Linked DNA regions of Mus musculus: region 2 is linked to region 1. A link is a contact called in public HiChIP or PLAC-seq data. All regions are on one chromosome and are shown on one strand. The core of a region is the stretch at or near the end of the contact, and the rest is flanking DNA. Distances in the headings are between cores, read along the strand shown. Region 1 overlaps Lrch3 (leucine-rich repeats and calponin homology (CH) domain containing 3). Region 2 holds the start of Rubcn (RUN domain and cysteine-rich domain containing, Beclin 1-interacting protein).

Evidence for each region. HiChIP or PLAC-seq counts read pairs in DNA pulled down with a chosen protein or histone mark.
Region 2: a contact with region 1 is called in an H3K4me3 HiChIP or PLAC-seq map of bone marrow-derived macrophages, with 3 times the contacts expected there. The contact joins the promoter of Rubcn here to the enhancer-like site in region 1. A contact is called at or near these places in 8 of 39 promoter capture datasets (the 3T3-L1 cell line, the C10 cell line, epiblast stem cells and 5 more), 1 of 15 datasets of contacts at CTCF or cohesin (CD8 T cells), 3 of 115 datasets of contacts at active chromatin or transcription factors (bone marrow-derived macrophages and embryonic stem cells) and 3 of 9 other capture datasets (adipose tissue, liver and pancreatic islet).

The regions. Positions count from the first base shown.
Region 1 is chr16:32,970,715-32,974,536 of GRCm38.p6, forward strand. Lrch3 (leucine-rich repeats and calponin homology (CH) domain containing 3) reads left to right here. Exons shown (of 21, transcript NM_001081255.1): 7 at 3,166-3,259. Among named protein-coding and RNA genes, the nearest start is that of Lrch3, 59 kb to the left of the region's middle. Within about 2 kb of position 1,982, at least 44 of the 459 cell types and tissues checked have an H3K27ac peak or open chromatin away from gene starts, as enhancers often do. A contact at or near this core is called in CD8 T cells and bone marrow-derived macrophages, where this site is marked.
Region 2 is chr16:32,866,259-32,870,080 of GRCm38.p6, forward strand. Rubcn (RUN domain and cysteine-rich domain containing, Beclin 1-interacting protein) reads right to left here and starts at 2,108. Exons shown (of 19, transcript NM_172615.4): 1 at 1,835-2,108. The coding sequence starts at 1,902.

The DNA.
Region 1 (3,822 bases), core at 732-3,231:
TTTCTAGTATGGCTTATGTACTTCACTAGGTAGCTCTTACACTTGGTCACCTTGGCCTGAGTTTGCTGTGTTGAAACGCACAGGATACCTTAAGGTCTGGGCTTTCAGACAAATCTTAGGAATATTATCCAAAAAAATCTTATTCATTATACTACTTTACCAACTTTAGTGTAATGTGAATTATTAAATATAAAGTTAGAGAAATTTTTCTTTAGAAAAGTAAATTTATAATTATGCTGAGAAGTTTTTTTACTTTTTGTTTTGTTTCTGCTTTTAAGTTAAATGATCTCTGTGGGGGCAGGTAGGAAAAAAAATGCCAAAAGATAAATCTGTTTTTCATGTATATCTTTTCACACTTTGGACAGATAGATCTTTATATTATTGTCTATAAAGTAGTACCTTTCATTTGTCGTTAAGGAAATAAATTTAAGCTGGTGGTATTATCACACAACATTAATCCCAGTGCTCAGAAGGCAGAGGCAGGCAGATCTGAGTTCTAGGCTAGCCTGGTCTACAGAGAGAGTCCCAGGACAGCCAGTACTACACAGAGAAACTCTGTCTCAAAAAAAGGAAGAAAAGAAAAAAGGTTTATTAGACATAGTGCAGGGACAGCTGTCTAATAGGGAACTGAGTACTGCCCACCTGAACTCCCCTGTATCAGTATAGAAAGTGGCAAGCCTTGAAAGCTGCCTTGCCTTCACATGCAGGTCTGTTATGTTTAACAAGTGAACAGAAAGGTCCCGACTGTTTTACAGAGGTTAAGTGATAGTGTCCAGTTGTCCTTTTATGTTCTGTTACACTGTGACATGACTTTATAACTCATAAAAATTATGTTCATGAACCAAAGTAATATGGAGTATCAAAGTCACTATCAGAAGATAGTTATACAGAAGATGTTAGCTGGACATGCCTGTAACCTTAGCACTTGAGAGATGGAAACAGGAGGATCAAAAATTCGAGGCCAATTTGGACAGAATAAAACCCTGTTTTAAAAAAACAACTACCACAAAAAAAAAAAAAAAAAACACCATTTATTTTAAATTTACAATTTAAAGTTGCTTTTCTACCTAGGAAGATTTTATTAGGTAAAATACTGATGCACTAATTTTTTTAATTTGATTTGCTATTTTTTTAGATTTCTAATTAAGCTCAACTTTAAAAGTATGTTTAAAAAGAAACAATAAGTAAAGGTATAAAACTCCTGAAAGTGTACCTCTGGGGCTGGGAGACCGCTCAATTGAAAGCTTAAGGACTTGAGTTTAGATCCCCAGCACCCACCTAAAAGCCTGGGCATGGCGATTCACATCTGTAATCCTTGCACTGGGGAGGCAGAGACGGGCAGATTCCTAGAACTTACTGGCCAGCCAGTCTAGCCAACTCTGAGCTCCAGGTGCAATGCAAGACAGTGCTGGAAAATAAAGTGGGGAGTGATTGAGGAACACACACACACACTGCGGATCACAGAGACAATGGCAGCTATAAAAGAAAGAATAAGTTAGACTTCATCAAACCTGGGAGAAGCTATCCATCAGAAGAAAATGTTAGCAGCCATGGCCTGGGAAACTATTTGTAAAGCAACCTGCATCCAGATGTACAACTAATACCTGCAACTTAGTAATAAAAAAACCCAATGAGAAATGAGCTTGAAAGGACTCTTCAGAAAGAGATTTATATGGTCAGTACATACACAACAAAGTACTCAATATTGTTATTGATCACAGGAATGCAAATTAAGACTAGATATCCATACAGAGCCACAGTTGAAGAAAAGTGACATAGCAAAAGTGAGGCTGTAGAGCAGCCAGGGTGCTCAGGCACTGTTTACAGAAGTGCAGGAGCAGAGCTTTCAGACAAACAGTAACCTCTACCAGGTGGAGTGGGTAGTTCTGTGAGTTTGGGGAACTAGCTACTCATTAGCCACTGGCACAGCCAGCATGCACGACAATTCCATTTCCCCGCACTCCCTGCCCCCAGCTAAGCCAGTTCTCTTTTCTACCACAAGACCCAGCAGACAGCTGACTGCTTCTGACAGTCGGTTTGGCCTGTCTCAGGGTCTTCCATGAGTCAGGATGTGGCATCTTGCACTGCTGATGCTTAGTAAAAGATCTGAGATTCTTTGATGGTTATATGTTCCTTAGTAACTGTTACTCAAGTTTCCGTACCCATTTAAGACCTAAACACCTCAGAGCAGTCGTTTACCCTAACAACAATAACAAGGTGACCAGAATTAACTACATAGAAGTGTATGAGAACAGTTCTGGCAAATAGAAATGTCTTCTGTTGTGATAGAATTACAAAGATACAGTATTTTGTTAAGATTATACTCCTAATATTTAAATATATGTAAATTTTATTTGGAAGAATATTATTAAAGATAAAAACAAGCCAGGTGTGTTGGCACACAAATTTAATCCAGTACTCAGGGGCAGCAGCACATGGATCTTTGTGAGTTCTGGCTCATCTTTGTCTACATTATGAGTTCCAGGACATCCAAGGTGAGATAGTGAACCCTATCTCAAAACAGCACAAAATTTAAAGAGTAGCTAGCACCAGTGCTGTCCATTGGCAGAGAAAGAACACTGCCAAACTTACCCGGGGAAGTCAGGATTTCACTACTGCCAAAGCCAGATAAGGATGATGTTTGTGTGAGGACCGACCTGCATTTGCATGTGTGTGAAAGCTAGCATCATTGTGTGTGAAAGAGGATCATGAGAGTGGAGGAAGAGATCTTAAGGAAATGGAAAGAGAGGGCAGTGGAAGACCTGTGCTGAAAAGCAGAAAGGGAGAAAGAAAACAGCTAGAAGGGAGGGAGGGAGGGAGATGAACCCATGGCGACAAAGTGTGCTGGCACCAAGTATGAGAGGCTGTTAGGAGAAATCCACTGCTTGGTAAGATGGCATTAAAACTGAGTGCAGTGAAAACAAAGTTGAGCAGTGGTACTTTTCAAACTGGATACTGAGTTTGGGGCCTCGTACTATTCTGTTTACTTTGTTCCTATTTGGGATTTTCTTCTTTAAAAGTTCAGAGAATGCTCACTTAGCTCAAATATTTATGTGGCCAAGTGTCATGAGCGTGTTGGTTAATAAAATTATAACTGGTTAATTTCAAATGCTACTTTGAAAAATATAAAACCTCATAGTAACATGTAACACTTATTTTGGACAGCCATGAAGAACTGTACTCAGGCCGTCCTTACGGAGCCCTGGATTCAGGCTTCAATAGTGTGGATAGTGGTGATAAGAGATGGTCAGGGAATGAGGTAAGTGTTCTGTTCATGTGTTAAAAATCCTGATTTTGAAAAATAAATTAAATTAAGGGGAATATCTAAATTGGAATTCAATTTATTAGGTAAAATAGAGAAATGTCAAAGAGCAAAAACCCTACATAGTCCTACCACCTGGGAATTCTACACTGTTTCTTTTAAAAGCACCTTTTGCCATGTATCCTCTTTCAGATTTGTTACCCAGTCTTATGCACAGATATTCTGGAAAGCTGAGTAGGAAGTGAGGTGGTTAAAGCTGAAGCCTAGTGGCTGTGGTAACACATTTCTATAACCCTAGCTAGCTCTCAGGAGGCTGAGGCAGGAGGACCATGGTTTGAAGATAGCCTGGCCTATGCAGTAAGTTCCAGAACAGCTTGCACTGCATAGCAACTGTCTCAACCCCATGAGAAGCCCTGACATCCATGTGAGGGCCAGGGTGGTCTGCGGCGGAGATGGTGATAGAATGGGTGTGCTGGAGGCTGGGAAAGTGCGCAGGACTGGACACTGATGGGTGAGGAAGGGGAACCTGAGCTTTAAGTGACAGCTCAAAAGTGGAGTCC
Region 2 (3,822 bases), core at 858-3,357, 100 kb before region 1:
TGTGTGGTGTGTGTGTGTGTGTGTGTGTGTGTGTGGTGTGCTAGAGTTGTTTAAAGCACTCTAGTTAAGAAGCAGGGGGAACTGATAGGAAACTATACCTGCAAAGGAGTTGTCGTGCACACCTAAATGACCAGCCCAGCACAGTAAGAATTTAGCATTACTGTGTACATTTGTCACTATTATCATGTGGGGCAGCAGCAGAGTGTAGAGGTTAAAGGTGTGAGTCTCAGTTCTACCAGAGATTCACTGCGTGACGATGGCAAGTTACTTATCCTGTCAATGTCTCTGCTTCCGCACCTGGGCAGTGGTCATAGGTATAGTAGCTACCTCACACAACTGTTAAGATGTTCAATAAGTTAACCTTCACAATGCTGTCAAGACAGCATCTGGTGTATAATAAAGAAGTAATGGATAATTAACTAACTAATGCAGGTCCAGTTAAATGAGAAAAAACAAACCAAGCAAACTTAAATATCTGACCCAGTCCGCTCCACATGAAACAGTACAGGAAAATCCAAATAGCCCTAAAGCTTGCTTACCAGCTGCAGGGTACCATTTACATAAAACGCTTCACAGACATCTGGAGAAAAATAAATAGCCAAGTATAAAAAAGCAGAAACTAAAATGTTGAAAGGAGAAGTAAGACATCTAGTTTCATTTAGTATGCACCATTCATAGACCTCGGTCAAGAACGCCAAGCTCTACTAATTCAGTAGGCCACAGGCTATATCATAGCAGAAATATTTTCACCCAGACACTTTTCAGCTCTCCCCTAGGAATATTTTAAGGTAAATTATTTTGCTTCTAGTCGTGGGACTTCACCTGCTCTGGAGACCATCATTGTACTAAACCTATTTTAAGTGTCAAGAAAAACTCCCTCACGCCATATTTCTACTGTGCCTCTGCTCCTGCATCCTCTTAAGATGTTGAGACCCTGCTTCTGTTGTTCTTGTGGTGCTGAGGATGGAGCCCAGGGCTGCCTGCATGCTAGGCAAGCACTCTACCCTGAATTACACTCCCAACCTAAGACCAGTTGTTAATGAAGCAATCCTAAGTAGGACACACACACACACACACACACATAAGTGTAGTTGTTTAAATTTAAAAAGAAAATAATCCCCCTATTTCTAGAAGCTAAGGTTTTCTGACAATAATTCCACAAAAACTTGAGCTTATTTAGTTTGCATTGTGGAGAAGCAGCAAAGGGGCTGAAGAAAAAAGAAACAGAGGTCCTCTCAGGGCAGCAGCATCTCACTGACAAAGGACATGCACATGATTTCTGTCCCTTCAGCGAGCCCACACCCAGTGCAATCAGTTTCTTTTAACCCACGGGCCTACCTCTCCTCCTCACCCACATTCATCTCTTCCTAACCTTGCTGAGCCATTGTAATCTAAAACCGTAGCTCCCAGAATATCTTAGCACCCTTTTAAAATCGGTCTGGGTTATCACAAGTTTTAACGCAGGGCACCAATCTTGTTTCTGCTCTTATCTATAGACTTTGGCCTATAAAAATCTCACTACAGCACCTCAGTCCTTTCTCCCAGACTCTCAATGTCCACCTCTCCTCTGGCAGTCTTGTATCTTAGTTTCTTCACTGTCTTCCCTGGCCCTCAAAGAATCATACCCACAGTTGCTCACCGTCCCTAAATTCATCTCCTCCCTTGTCCTTATACACGCCCCACCAGTCCCTCCTCTTGGAAATTCTTCCCAAACAAGTCACTTGAACAGTAGCTCTACAGGATGCCGCGCCCCGCACTGCGTGTCATGCCAGCCAAGTCTCCCTGTGCTCCCGCGCACGCAAGCAGCCCCGACTGCCAGCCGCTCCCAGCCCACCTGCTCTTCTCTAGCAGACGCTCCCCATCGCCGCCGCCAAGATCCATTCCCGCGCCCTCCGGACGCATCCGGACTATAAGGCCGTCTCGGGGCCAGAGAGAGGCTCCAGGCCGCTTCGACCGCCAGGGTACCCGGAGCACCCTCAAGAGAGGGGAGGCACCATGGCTGGTGAGCTTAGAACCATGCACTACACCCTGACAGCGACAGAGTCAAGGACTGCTGCCTCAGCTGCCGCTCTACCCCTGCCACCCCCACTTCCGGCTCCAAGAACTACAATTCCCAAAAAGCCCTTCGAAGGCCATCCTTCTCCCGGCATGCACTGCCCCATCCAATCCCAGGCTCCCCTAACCTGGGTACACGTGATGTGCTAGGCGAGTTTCCCTGGGCAGGGAACCTTGATTAAAAGCTCCATGTAACTAACGACAGTCAGGAATTCGAGGGCGAACTCCTGTCACACTTTACTCAGGAAATCAGACTCTGTCGGAGGTTAAAATAGACAATAAAACTGATATAATCCTAACTCGATTAACTTCACTTCAGTCCATTCCTGATTTAATACTTCTTGGTGTTGGAAGACTCCAAGCATTTACACCAAGAGATCACAAACTGAACCAGAAAAGGGCAGTAGAAAGGCTAGGAAGACTTTGAGGGAAGGTCTCTTGCAGGAGTGATGTCGGGGTACAGGTTACTGTTTTCTTTTTCTAAATATTCTTAAATGTATATGCGTGTGCCTGAGTGTATGTGCATCACATGCTTGTAAGGTGCCCGTGAAGGCACCGGAACAGGGACCCTCTACAAGAACAGATAGTTAACCCTTGAGTCAATTCTCCACCCTGTTTTGGTACTGTAGCACAGGTTGGGCTCAAAGTCAAGACCCTCAGCCTCCAGAATGCTGAGATTATAAGCATACACCACCAAAGCCATGCAGAGCAGTTTCTAGGATAAGAGTTTAACAAGGAGGGGAGGAGAGGCAGGAAGATGGACAAAACAGCTCTCACAGGTATTAAGAAAATAGCAGTTTTGAAAATCGTTGCTTCTTAGTAATCAAAACTGAGAAAGGGCAAGATGGTTCAGTAAGTAAAGAAGCTTGCTACCGAAACTAACCACCAGAGGTCAAACCCCAGACCTCCATGGTGGAAGGAGAGAACCAACTCCTGAGAGTTATTCTCTCCCCATGAATGTACATGCATGCATGCACTAAATGTGTATACACACCCAGTATATATACACATATATAAAGTTTTTTTAAAGCAAAGGAGTGGGACACAATGATGTGGGCATTCTCATGCAAGCAAGACCAGGTTATGAAATGACATGTTAAGGAGTTGGAATCAGCCATAGAACAGTGAGTTTTATCAAATGAGAGGGTATGGCAAATGTGCTTACAAAGCTAAGTTTACAATGTGGAAAGGAGATAGAGTAGGTATCTCATTAGAGGTAAGAGCGAAGTAGATAGACTGGTGATCCCTAGACTAGTCTGTGCATGATAGTCAAGAGTAAGACAAATCAGCTGCAAGAAACAAGAGAGAATGGGGCTGGAGAGATGGCTCAGTGGTTAAGAGCACTGACTGCTCTTCTGAAAGTCCTGAGTTCAATTCCCAGCAACCACATGGGTGGCTCACAACCATCTGTAATGGGATCAGATGCCCTTTTCTGGTGTGTTTGAAGACAGCAACAGTGTACTCATACATTAAATCTTTATTTGAAAAAAGAAAAGAAAAGAAAGAAAGGAGAGAATGGCAGAAATTCTGAGCTGGACTGTTTCAGTCTTTTTCCAAGAAGGGAGTCTCACCTTAGCTGTAACTGAGTGTTGTCAAATGAACACTGGGACTTTTGGTTGCCAGCTAATACAGTATTGCTTTGTTTCCCAAAAAAAGCTAGAATCTGCCCCTAAAGGTATAATTAACTACACTTCTAAATTCTGCCAGACTATTGTTCAGACCAAGGAAAGCTTGACTCTAGGCTGAAGGTGGCCCTGTGGTTGCTAA